Regions from separate parts of the Mus musculus genome. Here regions 2, 3 and 4 are each linked to region 1. A link is a contact called in public HiCAR-type and promoter capture Hi-C data. All regions are on one chromosome and are shown on one strand. The core of a region is the stretch at or near the end of the contact, and the rest is flanking DNA. Distances in the headings are between cores, read along the strand shown. Region 1 holds the start of Abcc5 (ATP-binding cassette, sub-family C (CFTR/MRP), member 5). Region 2 holds the start of Scarf2 (scavenger receptor class F, member 2). Region 3 holds the start of Trmt2a (TRM2 tRNA methyltransferase 2A). Region 4 holds the start of P2rx6 (purinergic receptor P2X, ligand-gated ion channel, 6).

What was found. Promoter capture Hi-C pulls out the DNA fragments that hold promoters and counts their contacts. HiCAR-type assays count read pairs that join an accessible place to other places.
Region 2: a contact with region 1 is called in a promoter capture Hi-C map of pre-B cells. The contact joins the promoter of Scarf2 here to the promoter of Abcc5 in region 1. A contact is called at or near these places in 2 of 39 promoter capture datasets (cranial neural crest and pre-B cells).
Region 3: a promoter capture Hi-C map of pre-B cells shows a contact between it and region 1, with 5 times the contacts expected there. The contact joins the promoter of Trmt2a here to the promoter of Abcc5 in region 1. A contact is called at or near these places in 7 of 39 promoter capture datasets (the 3T3-L1 cell line, cranial neural crest, frontonasal cranial neural crest and 4 more), 1 of 115 datasets of contacts at active chromatin or transcription factors (astrocytes) and 2 of 9 other capture datasets (adipose tissue and liver).
Region 4: a contact with region 1 is called in a HiCAR-type map of astrocytes, with 2.8 times the contacts expected there. The contact joins the promoter of P2rx6 here to the promoter of Abcc5 in region 1. A contact is called at or near these places in 1 of 39 promoter capture datasets (cranial neural crest) and 1 of 115 datasets of contacts at active chromatin or transcription factors (astrocytes).

The regions. Positions count from the first base shown.
Region 1 is chr16:20,424,307-20,430,410 of GRCm38.p6, reverse strand. It overlaps Abcc5 (ATP-binding cassette, sub-family C (CFTR/MRP), member 5), which reads left to right and starts at 4,017. Exons shown (of 30, transcript NM_013790.2): 1 at 4,017-4,163.
Region 2 is chr16:17,794,430-17,801,102 of GRCm38.p6, reverse strand. It overlaps Scarf2 (scavenger receptor class F, member 2), which reads right to left and starts at 3,821. Exons shown (of 11, transcript NM_153790.3): 1 at 3,576-3,821. The coding sequence starts at 3,724.
Region 3 is chr16:18,245,709-18,251,823 of GRCm38.p6, reverse strand. Trmt2a (TRM2 tRNA methyltransferase 2A) reads right to left here and starts at 2,941. Exons shown (of 12, transcript NM_001080999.2): 1 at 2,573-2,941; 2 at 1,791-2,338; 3 at 1,262-1,370; 4 at 823-1,004; 5 at 554-668; 6 at 350-465; 7 at 164-275. The coding sequence starts at 2,593. It overlaps Ranbp1 (RAN binding protein 1), which reads left to right and starts at 3,130. Exons shown (of 6, transcript NM_011239.2): 1 at 3,130-3,276; 2 at 4,399-4,535. The coding sequence starts at 3,262.
Region 4 is chr16:17,559,538-17,566,398 of GRCm38.p6, reverse strand. It overlaps P2rx6 (purinergic receptor P2X, ligand-gated ion channel, 6), which reads right to left and starts at 4,514. Exons shown (of 12, transcript NM_011028.2): 1 at 4,216-4,514; 2 at 3,528-3,678; 3 at 1,372-1,443. The coding sequence starts at 4,385. Lrrc74b (leucine rich repeat containing 74B) reads left to right here and starts at 5,152. Exons shown (of 9, transcript NM_029053.3): 1 at 5,152-5,320; 2 at 6,520-6,662. The coding sequence starts at 5,188.

The sequences.
Region 1 (6,104 bases), core at 2,768-5,267:
AGACAGAGACCTGGGATAGAGGAGCCACCCAAGAACCAATGGGATTGTCTCTAGCTGTGACACACAGCATTGGGGGTATGGAGACTGGGGAGGCTGCCTCCTGCGGGCAGGCAGGAACCCCAGAGTGGTAGGGATACCAATCCACCCACAAAACTTTCAACCCAAAACTTACCTGCTGTGGATGGGCCTGGTCCTGTTTGTATGTTGATGCTAATTCTGCTCTCCTCAGAGGGGTTGTGGACAAGGAGTGAGTCATACTCATGTAACTTCTTGTGAACCAATCCCCTAATGAATAAAGGAGCCAGTCCCTGGGTGAATGGGTTGGAGGGACTTCCGGGTTGGACAGAGGAAGAGAGGAAGCAGGAGAGAGTTAGGTCCTTTTGGACAGGGATAGCATTAGGACAAGATGTAATTATGAGTGTCTCCTGGTTTAGTGGTGGATCCATCAGGATTTAGATTTAATAAGGCTTGCAAGTTAGGAATTTAGTTGTGCCCAGCAATTGAGTCACCATTGTTTCTTTTTTCTTTTTTAAAGATTGATTTGTTATTATACATAAGTACACTGTAGCTGTCTTCAGACACACCAAAAGAGAGAGTCTGATCTCATTATGGGTGGTTAAGAGCCACCATGTGGTTGCTAGGATTTGAACTCAGAACCTTTGGAAGAGCAGTCAGTGCTCTTACCCGCTGAGCCATCTCACCAACCCCCTACCATTGTTTCTGAACTAAGTTTGTGTTGTGTTTTACTTCACGCAGTGGCTTGTCTGGGTTCAAGAGAGAAAGGGACTGTGGCAAAGTGTGGGTTTGCCTGAGGTGTACCACAGAGGTTGTGGCATGAGGCTGGCATGGTAACGACCCACCACTGGGAACTTAGTGAGCTGGGTGGAGAGATTTTGGAGTTCTGAGTCAGAGAGTCTCCACAAGATAAAATCAGGCCAGTCATTGCCTGCCAGTGCATGGATGGCCAGGCAGCCGGGGCAGAGAGATGCTGGCACAAGAGCGGAGTGAGCTTGTTCATTTTTAATATTTCCAGCAACACTTACCCTACAAGAAAAACAGGGATTAGAGATGGAGAAGAGACTGAGGGAACAGCCCACCATTGACCAGCCCAACTTGAGACCCATCCCATGGACAAGCACCAATCCCTGACATTATTAATGATACTCTGTTATGCTTGCAGACAGGAGTCCAGTATGGCTGTCCTATGAGAGTCTCCACCCAGCAGCTGACTCAGACAGATATAGACACCCACAGCCAAACAGTGGATGGAGCTTAGGGACTCTTAGGGTAGAATAGGAGAAAGGACTGCAGCCCCTAATGGGATAGGAACTCCATAGGAAAAACCACCAGAATTAACTAACCCGGACCCTTGGGGTTCTCAGAGACCGAACCACCACCCAAAGAACATGTATAGGCTGGACCTAGGCCTCTCTGCACATATGTAGCAGATGTGCAGCTTGGTCTTTGTGTGGGCCCTGAAGAACTGAGCGGGGGCTATCCCAAAAGCTGTTGCCTATATGTGGGATATGTTCTTGTAGCTGGGCTGCCTTGTTTGGCCTCAGTGGGAGAGTAAACACCTATTCTTTCAGAGACTTGATGTACCAGGATTGGGAGACACCATAGGGGACCCCCACCTGCTCAGAGCAGAAGGGGAGGAGGGATGGGGAAGGTTTGTGGGAGGAGGTGACTGGGAAGGAGACAGTGATGGGGATGAAAACTGAATAAATAAATACGAACAAACAAGCAAACAAACAGACCAACACTTACAGAGATGTAATTCAGTTGCCAGAGAGCTTGCCTCTCATGCTGGGCTTAGTCACCAGCACTGTTTATCACCCGTAATTCCAGCACTATGGAGGTAGACAGGAGGACCAAAGGTGCTGGTCACCTTTGCCTACTTGGCAAGTTCAGCTTCTGAAATCCCAGAGATTCTACCTCAATTAAAGAAAGAAAAACCAGTTATAACTTGTGGCTCATCTTTTCAATTAATGACATCTCACATATGTCAAGGCCCGAGTAGCTGCTGCCGGTCCAGCCACTTTATGTTGTTATTACTGTTACAAGGAAACTTTCTCATGCACGAGTTGATTGCATACTCTGTTATGTTTTTTTTTTTTTTTCTTTCGAGACAGGGTTTCTCTGTATAGCCCTGGCTGTCCTGGAGCTCACTCTGTAGACCAGGCTGGCCTAGAACTCAGAAATCTGCCTGTCTCTGCCTCCCAAGTGCTGGGATTAAAGCGTGCGCCACCACGCCCGGCTCATACTCTATTATGTTATGTGCTTTGATGCTCTTGGAAACCAATCACAACAAAGGTCAGTAAGAACTGCTTTGTATAGTTAGCTACAGCAAGCACGTCCCGCACTGGTGAATGAGCCTTTATGGTTTTTGCTTTTATAAGCTTCTCCTGCACCAATGTAAGAAGTTATTTGGAATAAGACTTCCATTTTGAGTAGGGGTTTAATAGTTTTAAATTCCTAAGAACTCTTTGGGGTTTGACATCCTACATGGCAGAAAAAGATATGGACATGGGTAACTGATATCCTGGTTGGCAAGTTAAGGCATGGATGTTAGGCAATGCAAGTTGATCCCCCAACCAATGGGAACAGGATACGTGTACAACAAAGACCTGCTCCAGAGGAAGTCCTTATCCCTAAATCCTGATTGGTGGAAGAACTTGACACAGATGTTTGTGGATTTCAGACTTAAAAAGCTCTGTAGATTCTGGCTCGAGGTTGCAGTCAGCTCCTGAGTCTGGTCTTTGACCCTGATCAGTCAGTCCCAGGACATACGCTCCATAAACTATCCCTGTCTGCCTGAGATCAGTGTTTGGTGGTTTGTCTGGCGACTCCTTGACCCCAACAATATATATCTTAATTTTAAAATAGTGAAACATAATCAGCTTTTTGTTATTATGACAATATGACAAATACCGGAGAAAACATGAACTTAAAGGAGAAAATACTTATTTTGGCTCAGGTTTTTATCCATGGTGAACTGGTTTTGTTAGTGTGTGCTCGGCACAAGGCTGAACATCATGACAGGAAGGGGTAACACACATCTCTCAAAGGTATACTTCCAGGGACCAACTTCCTTTAACAAGCCTCCAAGTCCTCATATTCTACTAGCTTCTAATAGTGACATGGAACAATCAGTCAATATTAAACCGTTCATTAACTCAGAGTCTTCATGATCCAACTTCCTGAAAGCCCAGCTCTGAACACTGCCTATCTTCCTGAGCTTTCTGTGTGTCAAATATACATCCTGTCAATAAGTCCAGCTTTATGACATTAGTGTTCACAGTAGCTAACTAGGTAGTTGTATGATGGACAATCCAGTTTACTTTCTTTTTAAATCCCTTAAATGGGTAACCATAAACAAGCCCCGGGTAGTTTAAAGGTTGGGAGGCATGCAATAGAGTAGTCTTTATATTATGATACTAAAATAGATAAAATAGAAAAAATAAAACGACTAATGCCTCGGGAGCTTTACATTTATTTATAAAAATAGATTGATTAGTTAGTATATCATTTTGACATCCCTTGTCACTTTGGAAATTGCGATTCTGGCATTTCACTACTTAGAAGTCAAGAAGCTGAGATAGATGGGTAAGAGAAAAGATCCAAAGGTACCATTCATGCAGAACGTGGAGGACTCATGCACCCATTAAGTGACACCACAGCTAAGAGTTGGGGCTGGACAGAAGCAGGCTATGATGACCTTCACGATGTTTTCTGGCACGTGGAACCGCCGCATAGATTTGGAAGTTCCTGACTTTGAACCTCTGGCTGTCAGAGAATACAGCGCCACCGGCTACCCCGACCCGCCTGCCCAGCCCCCGTGACTAAGGCAGAGAAGGTTCCAGACTGGGCATCAGAAACCGGGGAAGGATGGGGCAGCACGAGATGCGCGCGGGTACTGTGAGCAGCCTGCACCCCATCCCGGGCACCAGCGGTGCTTCTGGGAAACGTAGTCTTTTGCGGTGTGCGGCGCTGGGGGCTGCCGGATGAGGGACTACGATTCCCTTCGGTCTTGCGCAAGCTTTGTGCATCGCGCTTGCGCGTTGTGGGGGACTATGCCGCTATAAAGGCTTGTTTTGCTCAGGGTCCGATGTTCGCGAGCGTGCCCGGGCTGTTTGCTCTCGTGTGGGGAGGCTGGGGTGCAGGTAGGTGACGGTTCACGCCTTTTTCATGCAGTGTCGGAGGCTGTCACGGGCTCACTTCTTTGGGCTCTCCAAGGCGGGGTGGGCGGTGGGAAGCCTCGGACGGGAGAAACGGGGCCTGTCTCGTTCCGATCTCGCGCGGTCCCCGGCTTGTTGGCGACCTCGCGGGCTGTGCGGAGGTCTAGATGTTAGAAGGCAGGAGGGGAGGTTTGATGGGTGGTCACGGCCGGCTCCACTCTCCGCGCGGCCACCAGGGGGAGCTGCGTTCGCTGTGGGTGGGTCGTGGAGCCTGTGCTCGCAGGCCCGGGGCTGGCATGGGAACGCCCTAGGGCCGGGTGGCGGAGCTGTCCAGAGAGAAGCCCCAACCTCCCTCCGGGACTGGAGGCTGTCAGCCACTTACTACGTAAGTCATTATCTATGTTTTGTTTTGTTTTTTGTTTGTTTGTTTTGCTACTGGTATGTGGAGGTACGTGGCATCAGCACACACAGCGAAGCCGAGGTAGAGATGGGAGCCTAGATCTTCTGTCACCAGTGTCCTTTTCGGTGCTGACACGCAAAGGAGCTAGTGGCTTTGTGTTTATAACACCTGGATTTGGTGTTTTCGTACAGATGTGGGAGTCTCGATGCAGGTGGGCACAGGAATGACCGGGGAAGTCTTGAGTTCCGAAGGGAGAAATGGATGGGTTTTACTGGGGTCTCTGGAGTAAGTGACAGGTGAGGGAGCTTGGAGGCACAGGTGGGCCCTGGGGGAGAGGTGGGGGGGGCGTGATAAGTGGTTCAGCTTCCTTGTAGCTTCCAGTAGCTTCCAGTAGCTGCAGGGCCTGAAGGAGCTTCCTGAGGCGCCTAAAACCTGAGAGATGTTGCGATAACAGAACTTGGAAACACCAACCTGGTTAGTTACAGTTCTCCAGGCCTACACAATGCCCCTCCCCCCTGCAGAATCGTCACATCCACCCCTCTTCACTGGAAAGAGAATTTTAGAGCAAAACCAGGTGGCCCCCAACCCTGTCAGTTTTGAGTCGGGGTACTAATGTGAGAGTCCCCACTTTGTTTATTCTTCTTTCTCCCTTTATAGTGCTGGCTTAAACCAAAATATGCCAGGTTTTCCTAGTCCTGATACACACACCCTTTCCTTTGGATTTGGCAGGGCTGGGGACTGGAAAGAACCTCTGGCCTACATGCTTTTATCACTGAGCCTAAGTTAGCATTAGTTTTATAAAAAGACTTTACATTAGCTGCAAGGGAGTTGTCTAGAAAATGGGAAGTATGAATTGCTCTTTGGGCTGGAGAGGGTCCTGGTGTAGTAATCCTTTCTTAGTTGATTGCTTCATATCCATATTCACCTTAGCCCTACTCTACCGGCTTCTGTGTGTTCTTCTTGTCATATCCCAGACACACAGAAGATGGTGGTCTCCTTGTGTTCAGTGTGAAGAAACAGTAACTTTATGGCTACTCAGGTGTTTGCATACTTTAAGGTGCTGCACCTTTATTTATTTATTTATTGAAAGTGAAGCTATGACATTGGTGAAGATCATGGGGACAACGATTCCCCATACCCCATTCTTATAGAAACTCGCTTTGTCTGGAAGGTTAGGGAAGTTAGAATAGGCCACTGAAGTCCTATCTTATCTCACCATTAGGAAAACAGTTGTTTCTGTCAAAACTGTCTTTGCTACCACAGTCTGTGTGTACACTTTACCGGTTCCGCTTCATAATATATGATTGAACACACACAACTGAGAAAAAACATTGCCTCGTACAGTTCTTCGATAACTTTCCCTGTTGTTCTTGATGTGTTTGGTGTTGTGAATGGGGTCCCTTGGGCTCCTCCCTTTTAAGCTTCCCCAGCCCCCTCTTGCCTATTTTTAAAGTAGCGAGTAATCTTCCTCTTCCAGATGACAATGGCAGATGCCAGATCTGTTTATAGCTTGGCTTTCGGAAGAG
Region 2 (6,673 bases), core at 2,572-5,071, 2.6 Mb after region 1:
AAACCACACCTTTAATCCCAGCACTCGGGAGGGAGGCAGAGGCAGGTGGATTTCTGAGTTCGACCAGAGGCAGCCTAGTCTACAAAGTGAGTTCCAGGACAGCCAGGGCTATGCAGAGAAACCCTGTCTCAAAACAAACAAACAAACAAACAACAGCAACCCCCCCCCCCAAAAAAACCAGAAACCACAGAAAGAAAGAAACGCCTGTTTTTGCCGCCGCCACTGACCCACCCACCTTGCCCCAGGGATGCCTTCTGAGAGAGACCTAAGTGCATCCCGCCCACCTCCTCTCACTTCCACGTGGTCTGGACTCTTTCATAGCTGCTTTTCTTGCCTGGTGGCCTGCTGAGAGCTCCAGGACACCGGTTCCTGGGCTCCCTGGCTGACCTAGGACAAGGGTTCTGAGGTTGGGTGTCTGATCCTAGGGCCACACTCAAAGGTGTTTGATAGGTCGGTCAGCAGAGGTTGGGGAGCCGACTGTGCAGAAATCCTGTGCACCTTAGCTCTTCGCCCATTCTTTAAACAAGCAAACACGTATTTATTTTCTCCCCGTGTGTGTGTGTGTGTGTGTGTGTGTGTGTGTGTGTGTGTGTGAGAGGGGGGGGGAGGGGGAGAGGGAGAGGGGGAGGGGGAGGGAGAGGGAGAGAGAGAGAGAGAGAGAGAGAGAGAGAGAGAGAGAGAGAGAGAGAGAGAGAGAGAGCAAGCCACTCTATGTATGTGAAGTTCAGCCCTCCCCTTCTGCCATGAGGGCTCTGGCAATTGAACACAGATCTTCAGGTTCTGCTGTGGCAAGTTCCTTGATCCACTGAGTCAGCTCAGCAGCCTCAGGTCCTACTCTTTAGCTAAGGAACCTGCTGCTCAGAGAAGTTAAGATCCTTGCCTGTTCAGGGCGATTTACAGCCGCGGGAGCAAGCTACAGGACGCCTTTGAGAGCAGCTGACACTACAAGCAGATGCAAGCCCATTTGGGTTCACTGAGAACAAGTCTTGCAGACTTTCAAGGACTGATCACCCAATCATGGCAAGCCAAGAAGGCCTGGTGAACTCGTTTACGATATTACAAAACAAACACAAAAACAAAACAAAAACTCAAAAAGTTACAAAGGCAGGTCCTTGCTCTCTGAGTGAGTGCTACCTTGGGTAATCAGACTCCAACCATCAGTGTGTGCTGCTATAGGTTGATACTCTGGGAGCCACAATCACTGCTGTGTGGCAAGCAGTTCATGTTTTTCCCAATCTTAGAGCCCACTCACTAGATCAGTGACTAGTCCCTGGTCACTATCCCCAGTCACTCTCAGATCCAACCAAGGAGGCTTCTGTGCCTTGTGGGTCCCCATCCATCCCTCCTCTTGCCCCCAGACATGGTTCTCTGCCCTAACCATGCCAGTTTCTTCACCATGCCCCACCAGGTAAGCAATGCCATGTGACTTGTTCCCTCACTACTAGACTTGCTACAGCAGCTGCCCCCTGGATGACATCACAACTCTGAATGCTCAGGAGTGTCAAAAAACCAACCTTTTTACTCCTCTTCAGGCTGCCTCTGTCCTTCCATGCTGGGAAGCTGAGACCATGCTCACACTACATTTACTAAGAAAGAGAACTGCTTTCTCTTCCAGATTCTATTAAATTTGGGCTCCAGCCTCCAGGGGCCACCTTCTACCTCCTAGCTAGTCCATCTTCTGCAGGTGTCCCCTCTATGAAAAACAGCCTCATTTTCAGAGCAGTAGGCACATCTCTTGTGGCCCTGGCATCTCTTCAGTATGCCCTCAACCCCACACCTGCAGGGCTTCCAAGATATCCTCTAGAAGGGGGAAGGGGTGTAGGATGAACTGTGCCCCAATACCTGCAGATCTATCTCCTTTTCTCCTGTAGGTCTGTGTTCACCATGGCATGTGTCCCCTAAAGGAAAAGGCACTCCCAACTCCATAACCACTTGTGAGACAGGGCACTGGTCTCTGCAGCAGAGACCTTGCACTAACAGGCCTGGAGGCTGTAGGTGCATGGCCTCGAATACGGGTTGAGCTGGCACCTCTCTCTGCTGGACCTCATGCATTGTAACCAAAAGGATGGCCCAGACTTCGGGTGAGCACAGTCCAGAGATCTTTCTTCCCACAAACTCTCCACCCACACTCAGGGCATCCACCCTCATCTCCAGCACCAAGAGCTGAGGCCTATTGCAACCCTATTTTACAGAGATAGAGACAGACCCCGAAAATCTAAGTATTTGCTCAGATCCAGACAGCTGGGGCAGTCTGCCGCCAGAGTATAATGGCAAAGCAGCTGTAGGTTACAGAGGCAGACATCCTCCTGAGAGGTCGGCCAGCGGAAATATTGGAGACCAAGGGTTCCCCAACTCCAGCTCGGAACAGCTTGACCCACCACTGGAGTCCCGTCCCCCAGCCAGCCGGTCGGAGGAGGAGAAGGCCTGGTGCGGGCTGACCGCCCTCCCTAGGCACCGCCCCGCCTGCCTCAGCCGCTGCATTCCTGGGGCCGGGGAGGCCCGGGACGAGGCGGCGGCGGCGATGCGAAGCAGATGGCTAGTCAGGCGCCCCCCCCCCCCCCCGCCTCCGAGGCGGGGCTCGCGGCCGGGAGTGGTCTGTGTCCTCTCGACCCGATTTCGGAAACCGCGCGGTCAGCTAGCAGCCCTCGTCTACTTTGACCCTCCAAAACCCTAGCTGACGTTTCGCACCCCGGGGAGCCGTTTGACCCAGGGTGCCCCCCGGGACCCTAGCCTGGAGTCCCAAAACAGCCTCCCCAGCACTGGCAGAGGCGCCCCACCGTGGGTTCCTCGCCTCTGCAGAGATGCCTTGACTGCGTCGTGGCTCCGACGAGCAGACAGGTCCCTCGGCTTCTGCGCCTACTCAGCCGTCGTCGCTCTTCACCCTCCGCGCAAGCTCCGGGCTCCACTGCTTTCTGGCTGGGCCTGTCCCACACCGGCTTTCCTAGCAAGATCCTCTCAGAGACCCACCTCCGTACACCCAGTGGCCGCCCACAAGGAGCCAACAGGGGTTCCCACGTCCTCCCCATCGCGCGTCCATCATTGTCCTCAAGCACTCCGGTTTCTGGTCCACCGTGAGTGTAGCCTTGTCCGTGCTCACTTTCACCACCATCTTCCTCCCACCCCGCGCCCGCTCTACCAAGACAAATCTGTCCTTCCAAGTCTCGACTGTCCCAGTGCCCAGCTCGCCCAAGGTTGCTCCTTCGCCCTTCTAAACCCCTACTCCAGGCTCAAGCCACTGGCTCCTAAAGCCTATGCACATGCTGTCCCCTCCGAGTGTCCTTGCTTGGCTTAGGGAGTAGCTCCTTTCTCTTCTCCCCTGACATTTTGGACACCACATAGTACCCCTGGGGGCTCCCCACAGTACTCCATTACCCCTCAGGTGATTTCTGGTCCAGCCGGCCCTCGGATGCAGCCTAAGGGCCCAGGCTTGGCCTGGAACCGAGCCCAAGACGCGAGGCAGGCCCGAGGGGCTCGCGTGACCAGTTTAGGGAGGTCCTAGATGGCCCGGACTGAAATGGGGCGCCGCTACCCCCAGCCCGCTTCGCGCCCACGCCTCGGACAGGCCCAGTTCCTACCCGGGCGTGCGGCACACGTTGCGGCCTCGCGGGTTCAAGTCCTGGGGCGCCGCGAGACCGGGCAGCAGCCAGAGCAGCAGCAGCAGTCCCAGCCCTCGGGCTCCCTGGCGCCGCGCCGGCCCGGCCCCCCGGGACCCTGCGCCCTCCATGAGGCGCGGGGCAGGCGCGGGTGGGCGCGGGTGCGGCCGCGGCAAGGGCGGCCGGAAGCGGAGTGCGAGGCCGGGCGGGGGGCGGCAGGAGGGGCGCCGGGCCGGGCAGGAAATTCCACATCGGCTCCCTGATCCTGGGCCAGCGCGGCCGGCCAGGCGGCAGCGCCCGCCCCGCGCGCCAGACCCCACCCTCCGGTCGCGCCTCCGCCCCTTCTTTGCTCGGCCCCCGCCCCCACCTGGCCATGCACGAACTCGGGGGTGAACTTGGTGGAAGCCGGCGAAGCACTGCGGGAAGAAGGAGCTGCGGGATCCTGTGAAGGAGTCCTGGTCCGCGCCTTTTCTCCCCCTTGTCAGAAGCCCTGGAGCCGCCAGGCCCGGGAGCAAAGGGGTCCTGGAGAAGGCCCCGGTTCACACACTGGCCTTCGGCTGGAGCTAAGAACCCCTAGTTGTTCTATGGTGTGCCATTAGCATCTCTTGATCTCCTGCAGCATGCAAGATGTAGACAAAGACCTGTGGGAATGAACTGGAGACCTAGGGAAAGGAGCTCTCTGAGGAAAAAGCCTGGAACAGAAGGAAGCAGTGATGGTCTTTGATATAATGAGGAGGTAAAGACAGGGAAGGGGACACTGGAGATGAAAACTGAAACTCAGAAGTCCTCTCAAGGGGTAGGAAGGAACTGGGTGCCCAGGGCATGTATTCAGCTTGAGAAGGCTATTGGCTCCTAAGAAGGAGAAGTTCAGAGAGTGAAATCAAGGCTTAGAATGGAGACCCCCCTACTACATAAGGACAACCAGGGCCACTAAGTAGATTGCTCTGTCTCTACCATACCCACTTTTGTCTCCTGATCTCCTGAGCACCTCATTCCCTAAACAGCTGTCAAAGTGAGCCTTGTCATGTAAGCAGAACCAGAAGTCTTCGGAGTCAGAAAGCTTCCTTTACCAGGAACCTCTAGCCTGACCTTAGTATGACATCAGCAAGCCTGTCAAAGGAGCTGCAGAATCAGTGTCCATCCTAGGGACGACTTGGACTTGGCTAAAGATATCCTTCCTCCAAGTCTCTACACAAGCTTAAGGATAAGACCCCTGGGCCAGGAGGCAGCTTGGGCAGGGGCCCTCTGTTAACCCTTTACTGTTCTCACCAGTAAAGCTCTTCTCTCATCCCTGCCTTGAATCACTGGCTTCACCCAGGCAGAGCAGAACACAGTACTTATGGTTACCACAGCCTAGGTCAGACAGGAGATGGTTGGAGCTGCATGGGTCCAGAAAAGACAAAGCAGGAGAGACCCTGAGGCAGACTGCTCCAGACTGCAGGAGTTCACACACCTTTGTTGGCAGCCTGGTCCCACCAAGGTGTGTGTGCTTCTGACTTGAGGGAAAGGTTAGACAATATCTTCCTGGGCAGCCGGCAGAGGGCACCTTGCGTATGAGGGACAGGTGGTGTAGACAGGGAGCCTGAAGGACTGAGCCGGAACCAGAGCAGTGGACAGGCCCAAGGCCATAGATGTTAGCAGGCTGGCGGGGAGGGGAGGACCTCAGGCCTCTCCTCAGCCCTCTCAGCCTGGCTAGGCTGGTGGCGCAGGGGAGAGGTGGAGTGGGTAAAAGGAACAGTCTTCCCATGTGGTCACAAATGCAAATACTTCTCAGCAACAAGTAAATAAGCCAACCACTTCTGGGAAGCTGAGGGTGAGTACAACCCTGCCCTCAGCAGTGGCCTCCCCAAGGAGGCTCCCCAGGCTGTTAGAAGCAGAGGTTCCTGTAGTTGCGTGGTTCAGCTGGGGCTTTCTAAGTACTGACCTGAGGAGAAGCCTCAGCTGGGCCACGTCCCAATGGCATCAGCCTATCCTCTTCCCATAGACCAATTCCCATGCTTGATGGCTATGAAGGGCACAACCTAATAGCAACCTGACTTCATGTTCATTACATGAGTTCCCCAGTGTCACCCACACACCCCATTTACCCTCTCCCTAAGCTAGGGTAAACTCCTGCCTGGGACCTGAACATACAAGCTGAACTTTCCAGGTTCGACTCTTGAGAAAAGTGTGGGTGGCCACTTTGAATGCTGTCCACTTTTCCTGTTGCTGTGGCAGTTGCTGACAAGAGCAACATAAGGAAACAAGAGTGCAGCTGGCAAAGACGGAGGAGCTTTGTGAGTTAAGAGGCCAGCCTGTTTTTCCTACCTATAAGCAAGTTCTAATACACCCAGGGCTACATAAAGCCCTGGGTCTCTTTGTTTATTGTCTCAAAAGTATTTTTTTTTTTAGATTTTATTTGATGTATATGAGTACATTGTAGCTGTAGCGATGATTGTGAGCCATCATGTGGTTGCTGGGAATCTGAATTCAGAACCTCTGCTCTCTCCAGCTTAAAGATTTAATTATTATAAGTACCAGAAGAGGGTGTCAGATCTCATTACAGATGGTTGTGAGCAACCATGTGGTTGCTGGGATTTGAACTCAGGACCTTCAGAGGGGCAGTCAGTGCTCTTAACCACTGAGCCATCTCTCCAGCCCCTCAAAAGTATTTTTTTAAAAAAGGAAATGGAAAGAAAGGTGCACAGTTTGAGATTTGGGACACTAGGGGACATCAGAGACTTTATACTCTTATAGGTTGCTGGCAGGAGGCTTGGGACTATGATGTGGCCAGAGACAGTTGTCCTGAGAGTGAAGTGCAAACACAGCCAGTGTACAAGACCAGAAAACCCCATATGACCGCTTAGGGGTCCCCCTACCCTTTGGTCAAGCAGAACCCTCCCGTAAACCTGGGCCACATTTGGCTTGGGTGGCAGCAGTGCCAGCAGACTGGCACATGAAGCAAGTACTCTGAGACCTGAAAAATGGTATTCTTACTAGGAACAGGTAACACTGGAAGATGTGGCCATCCACCCTTAAAGGAAGTGGCTCACTTCAAGCAGGTGTTAACATTTAGGAAGGGATTGTCACTCTGAGGTATC
Region 3 (6,115 bases), core at 1,692-4,191, 2.2 Mb after region 1:
GCATTTCACTGGCTAACTGCAAAGAGGCCAATCACTAGCAAATATCCCTTGTTATCATATACCTTATTCTGGGGCCCCCAGTACCTGAGTGTGTTCTATAAATCTTTGATGCTAGTTACTGGCTTCCCTCCCTCTGTGTTTATGCTCACAAGGGGTATGCTACCTGGAAGAATGCATGAGGGGAGATGCGGAAGGTCAGCCCTAGCAGGTCTTCCTGAATGCACTGGTCGCCAGCCATATGCTCCAGGGGCAGGCCTTCCTGGCTGGGAGTCTTTCTATACAAGAGAAAACAAATCTGTCAGGGTCACTGGTCTGTCTGGCCCCTCCTGCCTCCACCTGGGCTCCTCACCTCTGTCCCTCCTCCACAAAGTAGAGGGAGGTCACCCCACTGGCCTTGCCTGGCCCCTCCATGAAGTGGCACACCAGGGAGGCCTTTAGTCCTGCCACCTCCTCAGAGCTCAGTTTCTGTAGTAGATGATATAAAACTCCCATCAGGCTATGCAAAAGCCAACCTATACCAGACACATCCCCCAACAGGACCACCACCTGAGACCTGGGGATGGAAGTAGGCAATGGCCATGGCCTGGCCTCGGCTGCTGGTACGAACAGTCAGTTGCTTCCAGTGGCCTGTATATGTCTCAGGGTCATATGCCGAGTATGGTGTGGAACTGAAGAAACCACAAATATACTCAGTGTGTGCCCATCTGTCCTGGTACCTTGTCCCCTTACCCCACATCCACAACTGCCAGTGCAGGGGCCACCCCCCTTGTCCCAGATGGATCAGGGACTTCCCAGAAGCCCAGCCCCAGGCAAGGTCCCCACCGGATGAATTCCTGGAAGGCCTTCACCACCTGCTTAGTGGCCTCTGGAATGTGCACAGTGTCAAAGGGAGCTGCCACAGCACATGTTCCACCCTTGTACTTGCCAAGCCGGCAGCCAACTGTGTTGTCCTTGCCGTCTACCCCAACTCCGACCAGGAATTCACATTTATTACGATATTCAGTCTGTAGGAGTGTAGTAAAGAGTCAGATCTCAACCTTGATTACCCAGCACTGGAAGAAGAAATACCATAGTGAACAAAAGACCCAGATTTGCCCAAGGGGTAACAGAACAAGATTTTACTGCTGGCTTATCAAACATTGGGAAGAAATGAAAAGCAAGAAAAATATCAAAGAGCATATGCATAATAAAATTGACATGAACAAGGGCCAGCCTCCCAAGCCCCCCCATCCCCATACACACAGAATGGGATTTCTCTGACCTGCTGGGGTGATGGCTTGACCCCCTCCAGGGGGCAACAAGCTTTATTGTGCTGTTGTCTCTGTAAAAGCAGCCAGGGTAGCAGGGCACGATTAGTGTTCCCAATTTCTCTGCAGGATGAAATACATCATGGTTGGATTTAACACTGTTCCCCATCCATACTGGGCAATTCATTTGCGACCTCACTATCCCTCTGTTGTGGGCCTTATGAGTTCTTTCGTTGACCACTTCAGACTGGTGGTTCTCAACCTTCCTAATGGTGCCTGTGATCCTGTAATCATGTTGTGATCCCCGACCATAACATTTTTTAATTTTGTAGTTGTAATCTGCTAATGTTGTGAATCATGATGTAAATGTGTTTTCTGATGGTCTTAGGCAACCCCTCTGAAAGTCTGGTGACCCACTGGTTCCCACCAATGGTACAGAACCATTGACATAAACTCTGTGTGTATCTTGAATTGCTTACATGGCTAATGGACCAGGCCAAGAGCAAAACCCAGCTCTGCTTGGGATGTCAGCACCACACTCACTTGGCCAGTTTCTGTAGCACCCGCTCACATTCCAGTCGCTTCTGCTCCAGCTGCTCAGTGTAGGGCACTGTCCACAGAGGGGTCACCACATCGGCAATTTGTGTTACTGATGGCTCACTATCACCTTCTTGCCGCCTCTTCCTAGCCATGGGGTCAGCCTTGGGTCGGGCCAGGCGTACGCTGAGCGGACAGCCTTTCCAGAGAGCACCGTGCAGCACTCGCAAGGCCTTGTCTCGTTCAGCAGCGCTTCGGAATGTTACAAAGGCACATGGTGGCTGTCCAAAGAGTTTGATTTTGTGGGACTGTAGACCAAAACGGCCTAGAAAACGCCGGACGTCACTGAAGCTGGCGTGGCGAGGTACATTTTGGAGCTCCAGTTTAAAGATTTCTGATGTGAACAAGTCATCCCTTATGTAGCTGTAGAGCCCAGGCTGCGTTCCAGGCCCTGCAGCTGGCCCAGGCCCTGCTTCCTCTTTTTGACATAGTGGGGCCGCAGAGCTGGGTACAGCACTGGCATCCTGGCCGCAGTCCTCCATGGGCTCCGGAACCTACGTGGGAACAGACGGGCCTGGCTGAAGGCTCTAATTGGTATGACTCGCTCCCCCAAACCGCTGACAGATCTCCATTAGTGCACACTCCACGAAGCCCTGGAGAAACCCGTTCTTTTACTCTCGAGACCCAATTCTCCCCCATCCTATCTTTGATCCGACAGTAATGACTGCTGCCCCAACCCACCTCCGCCCACCCCGTCCACATCTCCTGCACGTCTCCCTTTGCTTTACTTCCGCGGCCGGCTCACTCATCTCCTGGCTCGTCTGTTGCCCGGACCAGGGTGCTCACGAGGACCACCGGCTCGGCCTCCCACCCAACAAGGGCGCAGATACGAGGTACGCCGCCGTGAAGGTAGACCGCAGCTCCACACAGGGACTCAAAACTCGGGTGCTCAGAGCTGGGACTGAGGTTTGCGGATGCACTGTCCCCAAGGGCCACACGCTGCGCCTGCCTTCGGCTGGCCAGCGCACACTAGCTGCGTCTCCTCTCTCTAAGGGCTTGGTTCCGATGACGTCACCGCCGCGCGCCGAGTCCCGACTGATCCTTCCAGCAGCCGCTCACGCCAGCGTCGGAGGCACTCAGCCTGCAGGCGGAAGTGCGCGCGTGGGTCGCCGGGAGAGCGCGCTCCCCGGGCTGAGGCGCGGCCGGGCATGCGCCGCGGGCGTTTTGGCGGGAAGCGCGGGGCGGGCCGGACAATGAATGTCCGCTGTCGGAGCCAATAAAGCTACACTGGTTTTGAATCACTGCGCGTTTCCCGCCGCTGGGGTCAGGGGTCAGGGTTCGGGTCGGGGGGCGGAGGGAAGAGCGGACGGGCGGGAGCGCCGGCGCCAGACGCGGAGGAAAGGAGCTGCGACTAGCCGCCCAGAGGCCGCCGAGCCAGCGACGCCTGAGCTAGTCGAGCCACCGTCGCCGCGCCCCCATGGCGGCCGCCAAGGTACAGCGAGGCCCGGGTGGGGCAGGGCAGCCGGAGAGGCAAGGGCCGCTATGGGCGGCCACGTGGGCGGCCCGCGCCTCGGCCTCCAACCCTCGCTGGCTTGCGGGTTCGGGGCCTGTCGAGGCGCCTGGGCCTGGGGTGCTCGAGGTCTTTGGGGGTCCGCGAGTGGGAGCTGCTGGCCAAGACTCCGATCTCGGGGTCTACAGGGCGGCGCGTGACCTTGTGGTCTGCGGATGAACAGCCATGCCCAAACTGGGCTCCCGGCTTCACCTGGGGACCTGGAGGTGGCCGATCTCCTCCGTCGTGGCCCACTTGTGATCTTCCCATTAGGGGCGGCAATCCTCCTTCCAGTTGCACGCAGACCCCTTCATTCATTAGGACATTGCGCCTTCGGTGGGGAAAGCTCGCGTCCCAGCGCAGGGTACAGATATTAGACGCGCGGACTCTGGGCGGGGGCGGCTTTGTTGGTGGCTCGTGTGTCGGCCGCAGCTTAGCCGCAGTGCTGAGAAACCGAACGAAAGGTTTCTGTTTCTTTATCCTGTTGAGTTAGGTAGTGAGTCTGGGATTTCTCTATATTATCAAAGCACGTGATCTTGTCAGATTTAAACATGCATGTCCTTGTAATTCTCCAAGTTGAGTCAGAATCTTAGAGCTTATTTGTCATACTTTTCCTAGCTTCTTTCGGCTTAAAATTTCAAGCTTGGGTATTATTGCTGGAGGGATTGTAAACTAACAAGTGCTTGGATAACCCTCAGTAAAAACTGTTACGGCTGCTCTTCCTTTTGAGTATATCATGTTCTTTTTCATGGTGGGTATTTTTTTTTTTAACAGAAGAGGAAGTTTCTCCCAAGCTACTTTGCCAAGGACTTGGGTGTGTGTAACCCATTGATGTTTGAGTGTGTAGGAGTGTCAAAATACACAGTCTTGTTTCATGATATCCTGTGATTTTTTTTTTTTTTTTTGTGATGCTGGTTGTAAATACAATCAGATGATGTGAAAGATAAAACCAAAGGCTTAATTTCCAATTTGGGGAGGCATTTTCCAGATGCCATTTGTGATTGATGATGCCCATTGTGGACCGAGTCCACCAGCCAGCAACATCACTCTACCTTCTCTACACAGGACAGTCACGAGGACCATGATACTTCCACAGAGAATGCAGATGAGTCCAACCACGACCCCCAGTTCGAGCCAATAGTTTCTCTTCCCGAGCAAGAAATTAAAACGCTGGAGGAAGATGAAGAGGAACTTTTTAAGATGTAAGTCTGTTAAGGGGTCCTGGAAGTATCTTTAGATAGGCTGACTGAGACAGAGAGAAAAAAGAGTGGACAGGAAGCAGGTCTCTGCAGGCTATTTCTTTCACATTTTGCAGTACCCAGCAACCATAGTTGGACCACTTATGTTTACCTCTTCAATTTCTAGAGGAGCCAGCCAAGCTAGGAATTCTGTCCCTTGTATTGTTTCTCTTTCAGGTATAAGCCTTAGTGATATGTTCTGGCATAGCCTCTTTGTGATTTCTATCTGGAACTGCACAGAAGAATTCTAGGGTGGCTGGGCACACTGATTTCTGTGAATTTCATGGCTTGGACCCAGCTTGATAAAGGCTGTTTTAAGAAAGTGCTTGGAGATGTATGGTGACTAGTCTTACAATGAAAATTCAACCATTTCTCAGCCAAAAATGTTGCCAGGTTATCCTGCTGCCTTGTGGCCAGTCATGTGAAGGTTGTTCCCATCACTGTTCTGTGTCATCTGGGTGTCTCCAGCAGGCTGTGGGGGCTCACACTTTTAGTCTCAGCACTTGGGAGGCAGAAGCAGGTAGATTTCTGTGGATTGTAGATCAATCTGGTCTATATAACCAAGTTCCAGGACTACATGGTGAGACTTTTTTTGCTGGGTGGGGGCTCCCTTTCTTTGTTGAGCAGAGTCTTTGCTTTTCTTTGTTTTTGCTTTGCTGTCTGTTGCCTTAACTGTATCCTCAAAGATTGAGGTTTGTTTAGCCCTTGTTAATTGTTATGTGTGTATGGGCATTTTACCTACATTGATGTCTATCTACACAATGTACTAAAGGAAGCCAGAAGAAGGTAGTGAATCCCTTGGGACTAAAGTAACAAGTTGTGAGTATCCATTTGGACCTCTGGAAGAACAGCCAGTGCTCTTAACTGCAGAGCCAATTCTTCAGCTTCCAGCTCATGGTTTTTCAGGTTAGAAAGTATGAGATCTGAGAGTGTAGTGCTAGCAGTGGTATGGACCTCATTCTCATGTAAAATCAAGAGAATTTGCTAATGTCAAATTTTCAGTTATGCCTAAGATGTTTGTTAGAGGTTCTCTGCTCTGAAGGGAGGGAGGGAAGGAGGCTGCCCATGGAGAGCCATAAGTACACCCTTGTACTACCTAGAAGATGGTGGTCCAGAGCTCTGATCCACAACAGTGGGTGAGGGTAGCATCTCCCTGAGTTACGTGGTACTTGATTTTGTCCACTTGATGCTGAAAGTACCCCAGTGTCCTCGGTATTGTGCTAGAGACAGCATATTGTGCCTTTATATAAGGGCCTTTGAGCTTTCTCTTAAGGAGTTAAGTGAAGATGCAATCTCCCTGGACAAGACTGAATTTGGAGGAGAGCAGAGGCTTTGTAACAGCAAATGCGGGCTACAGAGGAGAAGGGTGCTGGCTTGGCAGGAGAGCCAGGTGTACTGGACTCATTGCAGGTACTGTGTACCTGAAACCTGGAGGCTATAGGTTCCTTCTGACAGGAAGCTGTTGCTGGGCCTCTGGAAGATAATATTCCTAAGGCTTTATGTAGTTACAGGGCATTCATTTAGTGTGAGTAGGTTGTCCAGAC
Region 4 (6,861 bases), core at 3,265-5,764, 2.9 Mb after region 1:
CTGAGTTTCCACACTGTGGCCTCTGCCTTGTGTGAGCATCGTGGAACCTGCTGCCTTGGCTGGACAGTAACTGCAACTTGAAGTACAGGGGTTTGGAGCTCTCTGCCAGCCCAGCACAGGGCCTATCCTAGATGTCGTGCAGGGGAGGGGGAGTGTCAAGAAAGGTTTGCAGAGGGATATGACACTTGGGATCATTGAGCATGTGCTTGGAGGAACCCGGTCACTAATCTTCCAAGAAAAATCCTGCAAGAACTCTGGTTATTCTCAGGAAACCTGGTCATCAGGTCTGGTGAACAACTGCTCAGTCACTAGAAGTTCACAAGAAGAATCAAGAGCCTCAGACAGGGAAAGAGGAAGGACCATGTGCTTTTTAAGAAGTTGACACATAGGCTTGATGACGTTTTGGAGCTGTCTACATGCTGAACCTGAAATCGATGTCTTCTTAGCATCTAGAGGTGTGAATATTGTCTAGGTTCCCTGAGGGAGAATCATCCTTTGTACACATATGTCACCTCCTTTGTGGATAGGTGTCAACCATAGACATGTGACAGCCCCTGGAACTGTAATGTGACCAAATACCAGAGCCTGGAGTCCTGCTGAGCAGAAGTTGGCTTTGAATGTGGTGCATATATATGGGATGGATCCTGACTGTTCACACAGAAGCCTTGGTTGGTGAGAGCTAATATGCTCTTTGAAAGATTTTCTGGAATATTCCCAAACAAGGGGAAAAGGTGAGATTGGGAGTGGGTGTGTGGATGCCCCCATGGCTGTGTCAGAATCTAAGAATGGGGGAGAAAGCTGAAACAGGAACACAGTTGGGCTGAAAAACACCCAGAGATCACATATTACCAGAAGGCAAAGCAGAGTGTGCTAGCCAGTCCCCCAGATGACATCGGACTCTGAGTACACTAATAAAAGCTGGCCAAGAGAAGAGGTGATCTTCTAGCCTGCTTCTTGCCATTAATGCTCAGGTGAGTGTGTGCCTGGCTGTAACCCAGAGGCAGGACCAGCATGGAAAAAACGCTGGACATCTCAATGAAACTGTCCCACATCAAGGTCTGGTGTTGTAAAGGTTGGAGACCCCAAGGGGTGTCCTCAGATACTGTGCCGGTAACCCATACTTGGGGTACCCTTGGAAAAGTGATTGGACATATGGAGCCCTAATCACCTGTTTAATGGGAATTAAAGTATTCCTCGTGAACAGCAGATGTAAAGACTTGGTGAAATGACTTCTAGAAAAGTGTAGCCCTTTGCCTGGGATAGACATACCAAGCTGGGACTGAGCTTTGAGCCATGAGTGAAGGAGAAAGGAGACAGGGCTGATGAGAAAAAAAGGGGTGGGTGTGTGTTAGAGGCTCTGGACAAGCTTACCTCTGGACATCTGCCCTGGACTTGAGCTGGTGTCACGAGGAAGTTGGTTACCAGGAAGAACACGTTCTCTCCCTAGAAGGCAAGGCTGAAGGTTGGTCTCAACTGAGAAGATAGAAGCTGACAGCCTGGTTTGTTTGCTTTTTGTTGCTCTCAGTGCTGGGAATGGAACTCCGGATCTCAGACAGGCTAGGCCAGCACCCTCTGAGGTAGAGCCCAGCCTGGGTAGCCTGGATTTTGTGGGAATAGTTTTTGGTCCCATCTAGTTGCCAATTTGTCCTGCAGAAAATGGCGTCCAGTGAAGCAGGTGAAGCTGACTAGGTTTACGGCCTCCCCTGAGCTCAGAAAGTGTCATGCCTCTATCCGTATCTTCCATACAAGTGTCATTTCAAATTCTCATGCACTCACCCAAAGTGGGGACAGAGGGAGCCTGCTGATGTGTGTGTGTGGGTGTGTGTGAGAGGGAGAGAGAGAGAGAGAGAGAGAGAGAGAGAGAGAGAGAGAGCATGCTCCCATATAGAAAGCTACTACCACCTGGAGCCAACAGATGATAGCTGCCTGAGTCACTGGTGCTCCTGTAAGTACCCCTCACTTATGCCTACAGGGAACCACAATTAGTCACTGGTTCACAGAACTTATTTGGAATGGAATTGGTTCATCGTTGGTGCCCTATCTGAGGTATACAGACATTTGTTTATGTCTCCTCAGGAAATGTCCCGTAACAGCTGGTAACTGGGGCTAGGTGGAGGGAGAAGAGAAGATGTTCCCTAAAAGAGACAAAGAGGGGCATGTGAGTGACATGAAAGGAGTCAGACTGTACTGTGACAGGCAAGGATGGGGAAGGGGTGGTGTATACATCACAGATCCGTCAACTCCCAGACTCTTCCTCACCACCTCCTTCCAAGACAAAGGCTTGGTGAACTTTTTTTTTTTTCCCTGCCAGAAGGACCCCCTTCTGGATGAATGGTCTAGACTAGTCCAGCTATATTCAAGGCTGGTCCTGGGCATGTCTCAGCTTGCATGAACCTCTGGACTTATCAGCTTCTTCTTTCAAGTTGATAATCCAAAATTCAGGACAGAGGCACCCATCCTATCCCACCACAGATATTTAAAACCAGCAGCCCTCCATGGGAGAATGGATTTTGGTTTCTAAATTCCCTTCCCTCTGGTGGGAAGCCTGTCTCTTTTGTGTGTGGGATGTGTGCACTCTCACTTTTAATGAGACATGTATTTGCTGTGACTGTGACTTATTTCTTGCCTTTTCACTCTATTTTTGAGCAGGGTATTTTTTTTTTTTGGCTTTGTTTTATTTCAAGACAGGCTTTCTCTGTGTAGCCTTGGCTATCCTGGAACTTGCTGTGTAGACCCAGCCTGGTCTTGAAACTCAGAGCTCTACTTGCATCTGCCTCTAGAGTGCTGGGATTACAGGCATATGCTGAGCATCCAGCCGAGTTGTTTTATTTAATTAGTGTGTGTGTGTGTGTGTGTGTGTGTGTGTGTGTGTGTGCCTGCCTGAGGCCCTCAGAGGCCAGAAGACAGCATAGAATCCCCTGGAACTGAAATGACAGAAAGCTATGAGCTACTATGTGGGTTCTAGGAACAGAAGCTGTATTTTCTGCAAGAACAGCCAGTGTTCTCAACAACTGAGCCATCTCTCCAGCCTCTGCCTTTTAATTCTTTCATCATTGGGAAGAAAAAAAAATGAACTTGATCCAAGATCCCTAAATGATAGCAAGGGGACTTCAGCAAGCTCAAGCCCTGGGTTCCCATCCCCTACATTTCACTTCCAAGCATAAATCATGAACCGAAGATATTTCATTCCTTCTCACATGTATCTCTCCACCACATGGGTGCTGGATGGGTGGGGTGGATGGTATTTTTGTTTTTGCTTGTTTGTTTGGTGGTTCTAGCATTGAAGCTCGGAAGCTATGAATGCCAGGCAAGCTCTCTGCCACTGAGTTGCATCGATAACCTTCCTTTAAAGGAAGTTCCGCAGGCCCTGGCTTCTTGGCTTGGGAAGCTCCACATCCCTGAAAGCTGTTTTCTCACACTGACTCAGAACCCTTCCTCCTGCATCCTATGTCTCTCATGCACGGCAGGTGTGGTTGGTGGTGGTGGCTGAAGAATTCTGACTTCCTGCAGCAGCGCTGGGGACCTACCTGTGATGGCTTCACAAAGTCAGCCACGTCCCACAGCCGGTTCTCCAGCTCCTTAACCTGGGTTACAGAAACCCCCTTGAGTTTGGTGATGACAGAAGTCTGAGGGGCCAAGTCCCGTTCCTGGTAGCCTTTTTTGGCCAAGAGGGCCCACCTAGGGAAAGGATGATGGATAGTGTAATGTCTAGATAAGGAGTAGCAGTGCTCACACACTAGGCTCCCAGACCAGCATGGAGGCCTCCACCTTCTGTCTAGCTGCGCCTCTTGCTCTATACCCCTGAGTAGGTGGAGCTCTCAGATGACGATGGTCACTTTTCACAGCCAGTGCCTTCACACACTCAGCAAACCCAGCTCCCTTCTCAAAGACTTTTCGGACATCCAGCTGGTGGTCTCTCTGAGAGGCTTAGTGCTGTGTTGCTCAGAGAATTACTGCCTCCTGCTGCATCAGGGTACCTTAGGGCAGGAGAACTGCAGACGCTAACAGAGACCGAGAAGACGCTGGAGACAAAGCCCCTTACGTGGGCGAATGGATCTTCCACTGTTCTCTGAATGGACTAAAATCCCTTCTGACTACCTCTCACCCCCATTCCCACTTTCCCACCAGCTGGGGTTCTAAAAAGCCAACTTTTATCCCTCGGCAAGCAAGACCCCCCACAGCAGACTCTGCAGTCTGGCCAGGAGCGGTTCTTACCCTATCACGTAGACTACCACTGCCAGCTGCAGCAGCCTCTGGGAGACGCCCACCCGACAGTTCCTGGTTAGCACATATTTCTCCGTCTTGTAATCCAGAAACCCCCAGCTCACGAGTGCTGCTGCGGCTGCAGAAGCCATGTTCCCAGTTCCTGCTGGCTGCAACTGCATGAGTCAGCAGGCAACTTTAGCCGCAGCTGAACTGGAGGCCAAGAAGCCATGCATGGGATTCAGGCCAGTGTTGTTAAAGGGACATCTCAAATTCAGTAGGAGCTGGCTCCTGCCTCATTCCCAAACCCCAGCTGGTGTAGCCCCGCCCCCTTTTGTCCAGAGTCCCTGGGTTGGACCCTATGCATAGAGAGAGGAATAGACCTGTCCCTACCCACTCACTTTGTTTTCTTATATGGTGGGCAGTCAACACGGGGTAACAGAAGCCCAGAGAAGGGGCTCTGAACTCAAACTTGCACATTCCAAAGAGTATAAATTGGGTTTGAGATACCCCTGCTGGCGCAGCAGCATAGCAACCTCTAGATCTTGAGAGAAAGCTGAGACCCTTAGGCAGTGACCGCATAGCTGTGGCCCCAGAGAAAAACTATTGCTAGGCTACAGATCTTCTGTAGAGCCGCTGTCTACTCCAAGCGCCGTAACTAAAACACTAGTTCTGGGGTCAGACTGGAAATGTTTGTGAAAAGAACATGAAGGAGTGACTACCCCCGTGCATGGCAGCGGTAGTCAGCCCTGGGAAAGAGCGTGCCAAGGTTGTGTTTTCTTTTGCAAACAAGACCCGGTTCCCAGGACGACGGCGGGGTGGGAGGGCGGGCACCGTTACTGGCCCCAGAGACCACCTGTTGTCCGTAGATCAGATTCGATTGGTCAAGGAGGCCAGAGGGACCGCCCACATCCCTGGGAAGAGTTCCAGGCGGTGAGCTGTGTGGTTAGAGTCTGCGTCCCGGACTGGGTAGTGAGAGTAAACATGAAGGGTCCCTGCGAAGTTCAGAAGAATGAAGATCAAGAGGGAGAAGCTGCGGCCACTGGGCCTCAGGCAGAGACCCTGGAGGCCGAAAGGTCCTGGACTGCAGATTCACACTCTGCTCTGGAAGCAGAAGGTGCCTCATCCTCCGCGTGGGGTCCTAGTTGGAATCCTCACTTGAGGATATTCCCGCAAAAGTGGTGGGAGGGCAGCTAGAACCGACCGGCACCCTCTGTGGGGGCACATTTCCCAGTATCAGCAGCTGATACCCCTCAAGTCCTTGCCCTCCTGGAGGAATGAGGAGGCCTAACATTTAGAACTGTCTTCTGGAAAACCTGCAAATGAAATACCCTGACAAGCAGTTGTGTCCCAAAGAGTTCGGGGCTGGGCGTTCCAACCTATAGGAAAAACCTAGCTAATGGATATATTGGATTTAAGATTGTTTCCAGCCCTCTGCTCCCAGGGTGTTTATATAGACCTTATGACCCGTGGACTGAGAATGTAGCTCAGTGTAGTGCTTGCCTAGCATGGTTGAAGCATTGAGCTCAAGGCTGAACTTAACCAGCAAGCTGGAGGCCAGCTTTGGTGGTGGTGGTGGAGGTGGTGTGTGTCAGTGTGTCTGTGTATGTGTGTCTCTCTGTGTGTGTCTGTGTCTCTGTGTGTGTGTGTCTGTGTGTCTGTGTGTGTGTCTTTCTGTATGTGTGTCTGTGTCTCTGTGTGTGTGTGTCTGTGTATGTCTGTCTGCCTGTCTGTGTCTGTGTGTGTGTGTCTGTGTCTGTGTGTCTGTGTGTCTGTGTATGTGTGTCTGTCTGTGTGTGTGTCTGTCTCTGTGTGTGTGTGTCTGTGTGTGTGTCTTTGTGTGTGTGTCTGTATGTGTGTCTCTGTGTGTGTGTCTCTGTGTGTGTCTCTGTGTGTGTGTCTGTGTGTATCTGTGTGTCTGTGTGTATGTGTGTCTCTGTGTGTGTGTGTCTCTGTGTGTGTGTCTGTGTGTCTGTGTATGTGTGTCTCTGTGTATGTGTGTGTGTGTGTGTCTCTGTGTGTGTCTCTCTGTGTGTGTCTCTGTGTGTGTGTGTGTGTGTGTATGTTTGGGAAGGTGATCTGTGATACCTGGACGCAGTGGGGCAAGGACAGCAAACATGTCAGCATTAGGCAAATGCTCCCTTTGGTTCACTAGTTTGGTGGCTTTGAGAAAAGACTTAATTAATTTTTAGTGTGGAGGTCCTCATCTAGAATATGGGCACAGTAGCCACCAGAACAAGAAGAAATGGCAGGGGCAGGAAAGGGTCCAGGCTATGCCAGTGATTCGTTCCTTCTTCATCTCCCATCTACTGCTAGGCACCCATGGGCTTGGAGAACGGGTCATGGCTACCCTCTATCTGAAGTCTTGCCGGGCCAATAGTGTTGTGCCAGTTTCTTGTCTTCTGCGCCAAGAGGGTGCCTCTGAATTGAACCTTCGGCACCGTGGCCTGGGGCCCCAGGTATCTGTTGGGGGACACTGGAACCACACTTGGCTGGGAGGATGTAGGAGGTAGTGGCCATCTTGTCCTTGATTCTATCTCAGACACTCAAAGCTGTCTGTGCCACACAAGTCCCATCTCCCATGCCTGCGAGACAGGGTGGAGACTGTGTGACAGAGATGAGGGTGGAATTGTAGGAAGGACTCCAGGAAGTGAGATT